3 separate regions of the Gossypium hirsutum genome follow, and regions 1 and 3 are each linked to region 2. Evidence: chromatin contacts called from public Hi-C data. All regions are on one chromosome and are shown on one strand. The core of a region is the stretch at or near the end of the contact, and the rest is flanking DNA. Distances in the headings are between cores, read along the strand shown.

What was found. Hi-C and Micro-C count contacts between places; a contact is called where the count stands out from the background.
Region 1: a contact with region 2 is called in a Hi-C map of leaf, with 2.9 times the contacts expected there. The contact joins the promoter of LOC107896590 here to the promoter of LOC107896406 in region 2. A contact is called at or near these places in 3 of 34 Hi-C or Micro-C datasets (leaf and seedling).
Region 3: a contact with region 2 is called in a Hi-C map of leaf, with 2.2 times the contacts expected there. The contact joins the promoter of LOC107955860 here to the promoter of LOC107896406 in region 2. A contact is called at or near these places in 13 of 34 Hi-C or Micro-C datasets (callus, fibers, leaf and 1 more).

What each region holds. Positions count from the first base shown.
Region 1 is chrA10:101,821,581-101,824,280 of Gossypium_hirsutum_v2.1, forward strand. LOC107896590 (flowering time control protein FCA) reads right to left here and starts at 1,444. Exons shown (of 19, transcript XM_016821787.2): 1 at 770-1,444; 2 at 315-397; 3 at 1-76. The coding sequence starts at 1,124.
Region 2 is chrA10:101,977,534-101,980,233 of Gossypium_hirsutum_v2.1, forward strand. It overlaps LOC107896406 (ER membrane protein complex subunit 6), which reads right to left and starts at 1,409. Exons shown (of 5, transcript XM_016821572.2): 1 at 1,155-1,409; 2 at 480-607; 3 at 196-391; 4 at 43-62. The coding sequence starts at 595.
Region 3 is chrA10:101,849,207-101,852,069 of Gossypium_hirsutum_v2.1, forward strand. It overlaps LOC107955860 (cell wall / vacuolar inhibitor of fructosidase 1), which reads left to right and starts at 1,537. Exons shown (of 2, transcript XM_041078574.1): 1 at 1,537-1,583; 2 at 1,740-2,178. The coding sequence starts at 1,537. The coding sequence ends at 2,178.

The DNA.
Region 1 (2,700 bases), core at 194-2,693, 160 kb before region 2:
GAGGTTGGCCAGTTTTTTTATCTTTTATTAAAGCAACCTCTATCACATCTCCATGTTCTTCAAATAAGTGCCGAATCTGACAAAAGATGAATAAATAATATCATTTGTACAGGAAATAATACCAAAAAGCCCAAAATGCAAAATAGCTTAATATTACATGGCATTAATGCTTAAATGGTATTCATTCGAAATATCAAATCGACATCCAGCATATGAAGATAAGTGAATCAAATTACATATCTGGAAGCAAAAGGAGAGTACAAACGGGAGTATGATAGTTTCAAAAGTATCATGCAAAAAATGAACTGACTTACATCCTCTTCTCTAGCCGTCCTTGGTACAGATCCCACAAAAAGTTTGGCAAAATTGCCCCCACCGCCAGCACCACCAAATCGATCTTGACAAAGCAAAAAGAAAATAAAAACAAAGTATAAGTAGATAAAATAAGTAATGTAATGGTCTGGGGATGCAATTATTATGGTCAGAAGTCAGTAAAGGAGGATAAAATTCGAATATGGAAAGCAGAATTCAAGATAAATGATCTGTAGCTAAAACCATACATGCATCCAAGGAACAAAAAATTCAAGTAAATATTGAGAACTTGGTAAATTTATAGTTCAAAATGGAAGTCCAAATAGAAGCAAATGCTAAGGAAAATGCCCTAAAATCTTTGAATTGACGAATTATTCAATTAGTGGAAGCAGTAAATGAGTGAAAAATTACAATTGAAAAATATAAAATAACTTGGATTGTAAGCAACAAAACGAACCTCTGTTGGGGGAACCACCTCCACGGCCAGAAAATGGAAAAGGTCGTTTCTGTCCCGTATGAGCTGGCTGCAGATGATGCGGTGAAGGGTTTGGATAATTACCCTCAAAACCACCGGCCATAGGCCGAAACCCTCCCCCTCCTCCGCCACCTCCAATTGGTCGAAAGCCTCCACCTCCGCCACCGCTGTTGTGATGCTGACGAGGAGGACTATCGAAGGGACGATGTCCTCCTCCTCCTCCACTGCCACGGAAGTTGCTAGGGCTACGTCGACGGTGTTGGTAGGGATCTTGGGCATCGAACTTATCGTTGAAATTAGTATTGGTGTCGGTGTTAATGCTGTTATAGCGGCTCATAGGAGAAGCGTCGGAGAAACGCGAGGGTCCTCTATAGTAACGGTCGTGAATATTGTTATTATAGTAAGAGTCTTGGTTGTTGTTGGTGGTGGTGTTGTTGCCATCGCCATAGCGATCGGCTCTGTACCTATCCAGCTTTGCTGAGTGTGTTTAAGCTCAAAGTTGAAGCCCTAAACTTGAAATTTGCAGAAACTAAAACAAAGAGAAAATGTTACTACTAAAAACAAGTCGAAAGAAGAAAATAGATAGAGACCAAAAAATACGCAAAGTGAAAGGGAATTTTGGTTGGAGTTTTCAAGGGGGCAAAGCGGGTCAGGTCACGGCAGGACAAGTCCCTTTATAGGAAGTAGTTTCTGGGCTCCCTAATAATGGCCCAATTTAATTGTTTTGGCCTTTTAGAGGTCTCATTTAGCCCAATCTGAATGAAGTTTGAGTTTGGTTTTTCGTGCGATACATCATGAGTTCATTGCCATCTACCAACAAAATATCAGTTAACTCATACGGAGCTTCATTAGAGTCAAACTGAAAATTAAAATTCGAGTTTTGCTTTTCTAAATATATGCTTTCACATCCATTGTTGGAATCGGTGTAGGAAAACCCTGCAATTACCAAATAAAGTTTGTAAAAGGTGATTTACCTTAGTTGCATTTGTTACTAAGCTAATGACTGCCATATAGAGAGCAAGGTTGAGTCCATCCCAGAGGGCCCATAGTTTTGCTTCGGTGCTTGTAGCTCTCGGGATGCATCTAAACGACCCTATAACCCAATCCCTAAATAATTTCTAATAACAGTTCCCGCCCCGACACAACCAGGGTTCTTAAGCGCAAAGCCATCCATGTTAACCTTAACAAGGCCAAGTTTAGGTTTTTGCCATCCAATAAGGATGAAACAAGCTTGTGGAACTCTTTTAATGCTACTAGCAGCAAAAAATTTTGTTGCTTTTCCTGTAGTCAAGTTGACGAGAAGATTAGGGTTTGGATTATTGGTAAAGAGTAAGACATTTCTCAATAGACAAATCTCTTATAGCATGAATGTAAACACTAAGGGCCACCGGGCTTTTGGCTTAACCAGCCAGGCTTTTTAAATGATGTTCAAGTCAAGCCAATCGGTCCATTTACTATCCCAATAGGATCTTAAGGGAGCACGGTTTTTAACAGTCGATCACCACCCCTTAGTTATTGTGCATTCTCTAAAGATATGCTCGATTGTTTCCGGGGAGTTTCTACAAAACAAGCAGTCCCCGATTTCATTTAATCACATTTCCCAGTGTCTGAGGAAGTCTTTTGTCGGGATGATTTTTTTGAAGGATTTTTAGAGAAAGAATTGAAGCTTGGGTGGTAGTTTTGCTTTCCAAATATTTTTCCAATGTTGTTCTGACTGGTTGAGATTTAAACTCCTGGTTTCTTGACCATGGTCATTTCATAGGTGCTTTCCAGAGAAAATCTTCCCGAGTTTGTTAAGTTCTAGCAGATTGTTCACGCTTTATATGGGGGAAAGGGTGCATAGGAAAATCTATAGTATATCCCTAGGAATTTGGAATGTTAAGGCCTTTCATTTTCATGACCGTAAATGAATG
Region 2 (2,700 bases), core at 159-2,658:
CAATGTTGTGTAGAAAGTTTCTAAATCTAAAGAAAAGGATACGTCCAGAATAGCACGAATGACTGCAAAAATAAAAGAAGAATATAAGCCAAGGAAATAGATGAAAGGTTAGGCAAAGCAAAAGAACAAAATTTAGATTCATTTAAGATATGGGAATACGTAAAGCAAGTCAAAACATAAAAGAAAAGGCTTTACCATAAGCCCACCCAAGAATCCATCGAGTATAAACCGATTCCAGCAATCAAAATAAGAATGAAGGGAGAACTTTGCCTTTGCTATGAGTCCAATTGAAGTAATTGCCATGACAATGAAATACAATATAAAACCCATACAGCCTGTCAACCCTAAAATCCCAGAAATAGCCCCTCCGATTATCGACAAAAATGTTCGGCTGCAAATGAAACCACAATGCTCATCTCAAGTATTGGCTTTCAACACACAACTTTTAGTATCTCCACTAAATGTGAACACAGACATGCCTGTAATATACAACTTTCATGTTATTCTGCAAATTCTCTGCTCTAAAAGTTGATACATCATTCATAACTTCCTTTGATTTCTTGTCAGATGAACTTGAATTACCCTGTCCTGCCATTACCTGTCAATTCTGCAATCCAAATCCGAAAAATAATTCAGAACGACAGATTTTGAAATAATTTAAATCCGTAAAAAATCAAAGCATCAAACACTAATCAAAATGATTTGGAGTCAAAATAATGAATCCCACCCATCCAATTGGCAGGCTTAGTATAAAGAAAACGAAAAAGAAATACCATATCAGAAGGTGAATTACCCAGTGAAGCACAAGCGAAAAACTTGAGAAACAATTATAAAGTCCTTACTGCGCTAATCTAAAAGATCAATGCAGCATTACTGATATGAAAAACAGATTCGGAAAACGTTTATCGTATTACATGTTCCTTTGACTACGGCAGAGCGTCTCAAATTTTGGAACTTCGATCAGAAGGCAGCATAGATATACATTATCAAATTTCGAAAATTTCAACTGATTAATATGAAAGAATATAAGAATTTTACATCCATGATAATTGAAACGTAGGGGATAGCAATGGATCTAACCATCAACAAACCATTAAAAAGACAAATAAGAAAATACAATTAAAAGAAAAAAAGAAAAGAAAAAAGAGGTTTACCCAGATGATCGGAGAATACGAGACCCTTTTTTTCCTGTATTCTTCTACTGAGAATTTACTTCGAGATAGCCCACTCGAAATTTTTATTTTTTTTATCAAGTCTTATATAATTCCGTCTTTCCATTAAATGCCATTACACTACCTTTACTTTTTTCAAAATTATAAATAAAAAAAATCCACAGAAATAAAAATTAGCATTTTTTTTGTTTTATTTTTTATGAATTATTGTTTAATCTCAATTAAACTAATTTTAAAAGAGATGTCTTTGTATCATCTTTAAAATATCCACATGGTGCGTATTTATCGTTTTTTTTATTCAATCTTTATTGTTTTGGGTAAATTAGTAGAATATGCCAAATTCAAAAAATATTAACGAAAGTAGGTCGATTTTGGAGAGAAAAACATAAAAATGCATCCCTATTGCCATCTTAGCTGAAAAATGACGCGTTTTCGTCCAACAATAACTTTTTCTAACGGTCAAAAAATCACACTAATATGGTGTTTACCCACGCTTGGTGTTGAGTTAATTATTTATTTATTGACTAAATTATAGAGTAAAAATTTAAAGGTTATAATTTGCTCAAAGTTCTTGTACTCTTTGTATATTTGGAATTCAATCCTTCTACTTTTCGAATTTAAAAACTTAGGTCCATCTGATAACACTATTAAAATTATTTTGTTAAATTTGTTGTTGTGACATTTTAAAATGAAAAAAAAAACTCATTTGGTATCCATGTAACAAAACAAAAACATTATAACGAACCTGAATTTAACAAAAAAAAATTAATAGTGCTAACAGTTCTTAAAAATTTATATAATTATTTTAATTAGAATATAGTATTTAGACTAACTAACGACATTATAAAAGTTGAGGTATCAAATTATGATAAAATTAAAGTATATGGATTAAATCTCAAATTTAAGTGAAATATGAGGATCAAATTGAAATTTAACCATTCTTATAATCGTAAAGAATTAGAGGGATTGGAGTTGAAATTTACCCATATGTTCTCATGTAAAAAAGAAAAGATAAAACAATCGACAAGTGTCCATGGATCAAATTGAAATTTCACCATTCTTATAATCTTAAAAAATTAGAGGGGTTAGAATTAAACTTTACTCATTATGTTCTCATGTTAAAAAGAAGAAGAAGATGAAAGAATGGACGCATGTGTCCACTAATGACTTCCTTTTATATATAGTAATATAGTCTAGCATGGATGCTATTATGATTCGCGTTTTAAATTAAATTCTAGAATAAATATTTGAATATTAAAATATAGTTTAAATCGCTGCGTTTGTATATTTAAAATTTAATATATTTATTTTATTTTTAAAAATTTAGCTTCTCTGTTTTATAAATTTAAAAAATTCAGATCTAATTGTTAATACTATTAAATTCTTCTGTTAAATTTATTGGTGAAACATTTTGAAATTTTAAAAAAATTAATTGCAATGTATTTAAAAAAATAATATTGTAATGTATTTTAATTTAACAAATAACTTTAATAGCATTAATAACTCTTAAAAGTTAGATTAGGATTAT
Region 3 (2,863 bases), core at 287-2,786, 130 kb before region 2:
AAAATCCATTGGATTCGAGCTTTTTTTTTATCATCCCTAACAACAACATTATCAACTGAAGTAAAATTAAATTAAGTTAAATAAAAACTGAGAGAATTTATTTATTCAAAAATTTTAAATGCATAATTATGAAGTACACTATGATTTTTAGAACAAAATATGTTTGGTTATAATTATATATATAAGTATTATTTAGGGATAAATTTCAAAATTATACATAAATTTTGATTAATGTATAATTGTATACATGAACTATAATTTGGTGCAATTATACATATGAAACTCTAATTTTTGTTCAAATGTATACTTGAAACTTTAATTTTAATTTAATCATACACATTTAAAGAAATAAATACATCAATTTATTTTTATATTGGATAAATATAATTATTTTGTGTATGGAATATATAAACATAAAATGATGTTATATCAATAATTGTGTTAATAATTTACAAGAATTGGATCAAATCAAAATTTCATGTATAAAATTGCACAATATCAAAGTTCATATATACAATTGCACATTAAATCATAGTTCATGTATAATTTTGGTATTTATCCCTAAAAGTTTATTGCACTTTTTTGGGGAGAACACAAATTTAAACATTAGAGATAATATTGTTAGGAAGGGTAACCACGAGCTCTAAATATAGACAATATGTACTATAAAAAGATTCCCATAAATATGTTAAATTGAGAATTTTTTACAAAAAAATATTTTGTTAAAACTTTAATAGACGCGAAAAGTGAAAATATTAATTATGACAAGTGATTTTTATAGATCTTATCTTTAAATGATAATAAATTTTTGCTTTTTGAGAATAAATGATAATAAATTATTAACCCTTACCTATAAAAAAATTAAAATTAGATTTATATTATCTTTAATACATTATTTGGTACCAAAGTTTAGTTTCAATGTTTAATTTAGCATCTGAATTTTTTTTCTTGATTTAGTACTTAAGTTTGGTTTTAATGTTTATTTCGGTATCTAATTTTTTATTTTGATATTTGAAATCCTTATAGTCCGAATTTGGTACATAGTTTGTCTCCAATGTTTAATTTAGCATCTGAGTTTTTTTTTCAATTAAGTATTTATATTTTCTTTATTAGAGCACACGTGTCAAACATCTATTTGGTCACATAATGTCATTTGGTTTGGGTACCAAATTAAATTTTGAAGCCAAATTCATGTATCAAATTGAACCTTGAGATCAAACTCCTATACCAAATGATAAATTAACCGGTGGTAATAAATATACGTCTAACTTGTTATGATTTACGTAATCTTAATTTTTTTCCTCAAACAATTTTACATATAATATATATATATAAAATTAACCGTTATAATTAGTAAATTCTATTTAATTAGCATCCAAATTTTTTATTTCAACTGTTATGAAATTGGAGAATTAATAGAATTTGTCAGGACAGGATTACCTTACAACTTTTTTTTTATTTTATTGTAAAAGGCAATTACAATCTTTGGGCCAAAATTACGTATAGCAAATTTTTTTGCCTTATTTTGCTCCATATATGATTTCTTCTTCATTGAGAAAATTCATTCTGGAGCCTATAAATACGTTTTTTTGTTTTTAAACCAAAGCCATTTTACGTGCAAGTTAAGCGATATTCCAGTTACCTTTCAAATTCCCACCACCCAAATATGACCAAAATCATCTCTTTATTCATACTTGAAGCTGTATTTTGCTTCACATTTTTCACTGTAAGCTACTCAGACATCAACCTGATTCAAACCAATTGCAAAAAGACTCCATTTTACGATCTCTGCGTCTTGACTTTGAAATCCGACCCCCGGATGTGCCGGGGCTTGCTCGGATTGTGGCTGACAGTGTCAATGCTAAAGCCATTGCCACATTGAATCAGATTTCAGCATTGCTTAAAAGTGTCAAAGACCCCACCTTGGAAAAGGCCTTGGAAGGTTGCATTGTTTCATATAACACCATTATCCAGGGTGATATCCCAGTAGCAATTGATGCAATTGAGAAAAACAACCCCAAATTTGCTGTTCAGAGTGCAACTGATGCTGGAAATGAAGCTCAGGCATGTGAAAACAGCTTTGCAGAAAAGGCATCCAATTCGCCAATCTTTAGTGGAAACAAAGCTGTGCATGATCTTTCTGTTCTTCTTCAATCCATTGCCTCATTGTTACTCTAGGCTGATGTTAAGTCAGTTCTCTTTGTTATTAAATGATGATAAATAAATTAAAACAAAATGAGAAATTTATGAATTATCTGATGATTTTTTTCATGTTTGTTTACATCGATGAAGTATGCCATTACAAAATCGGTGTAATTAGCTTTTACTTTTTTAGCACAAACACTCAAAGGTGAAATAAAAACACAAAAAGGAATTTCTCACAAAGGAATCAAGTCGTGCTCTCTAAGCTCTCGACTAGCTAATCTCATGCCACTACTACCTGTTTATAGTCCACACGACTTCAACTAGAAGTAAAGGATAAGTGAGATAATATTTTGATAATACTAGCTGGTTTTTCACAACATAAATGGTTGACAAGTGACTTAAATTATTGTTCATATGATCTTCAATGATCTCTATTTTATCTTGATCAAAATCATCAAATAATCCTCAAGAAATACCAACTGAAAAATGCTTTAATTAAATCGGCTACACAGCGCCGATAATGCTTTGCTTATTCTTATGCTCCATATCCTCAGATTATCAACTGAGATACTGTCACCAAAATATTGTTATTAAACTCGAATATTTACTTATTAAATTTCGGGTTTATCAATAAATTTTGCTTCTGATTTATCTTGAATAAAATCAAAATATATTCTCAATCAAAATTCTCAATAAGCTACAGTGTAAGTTTGGATTT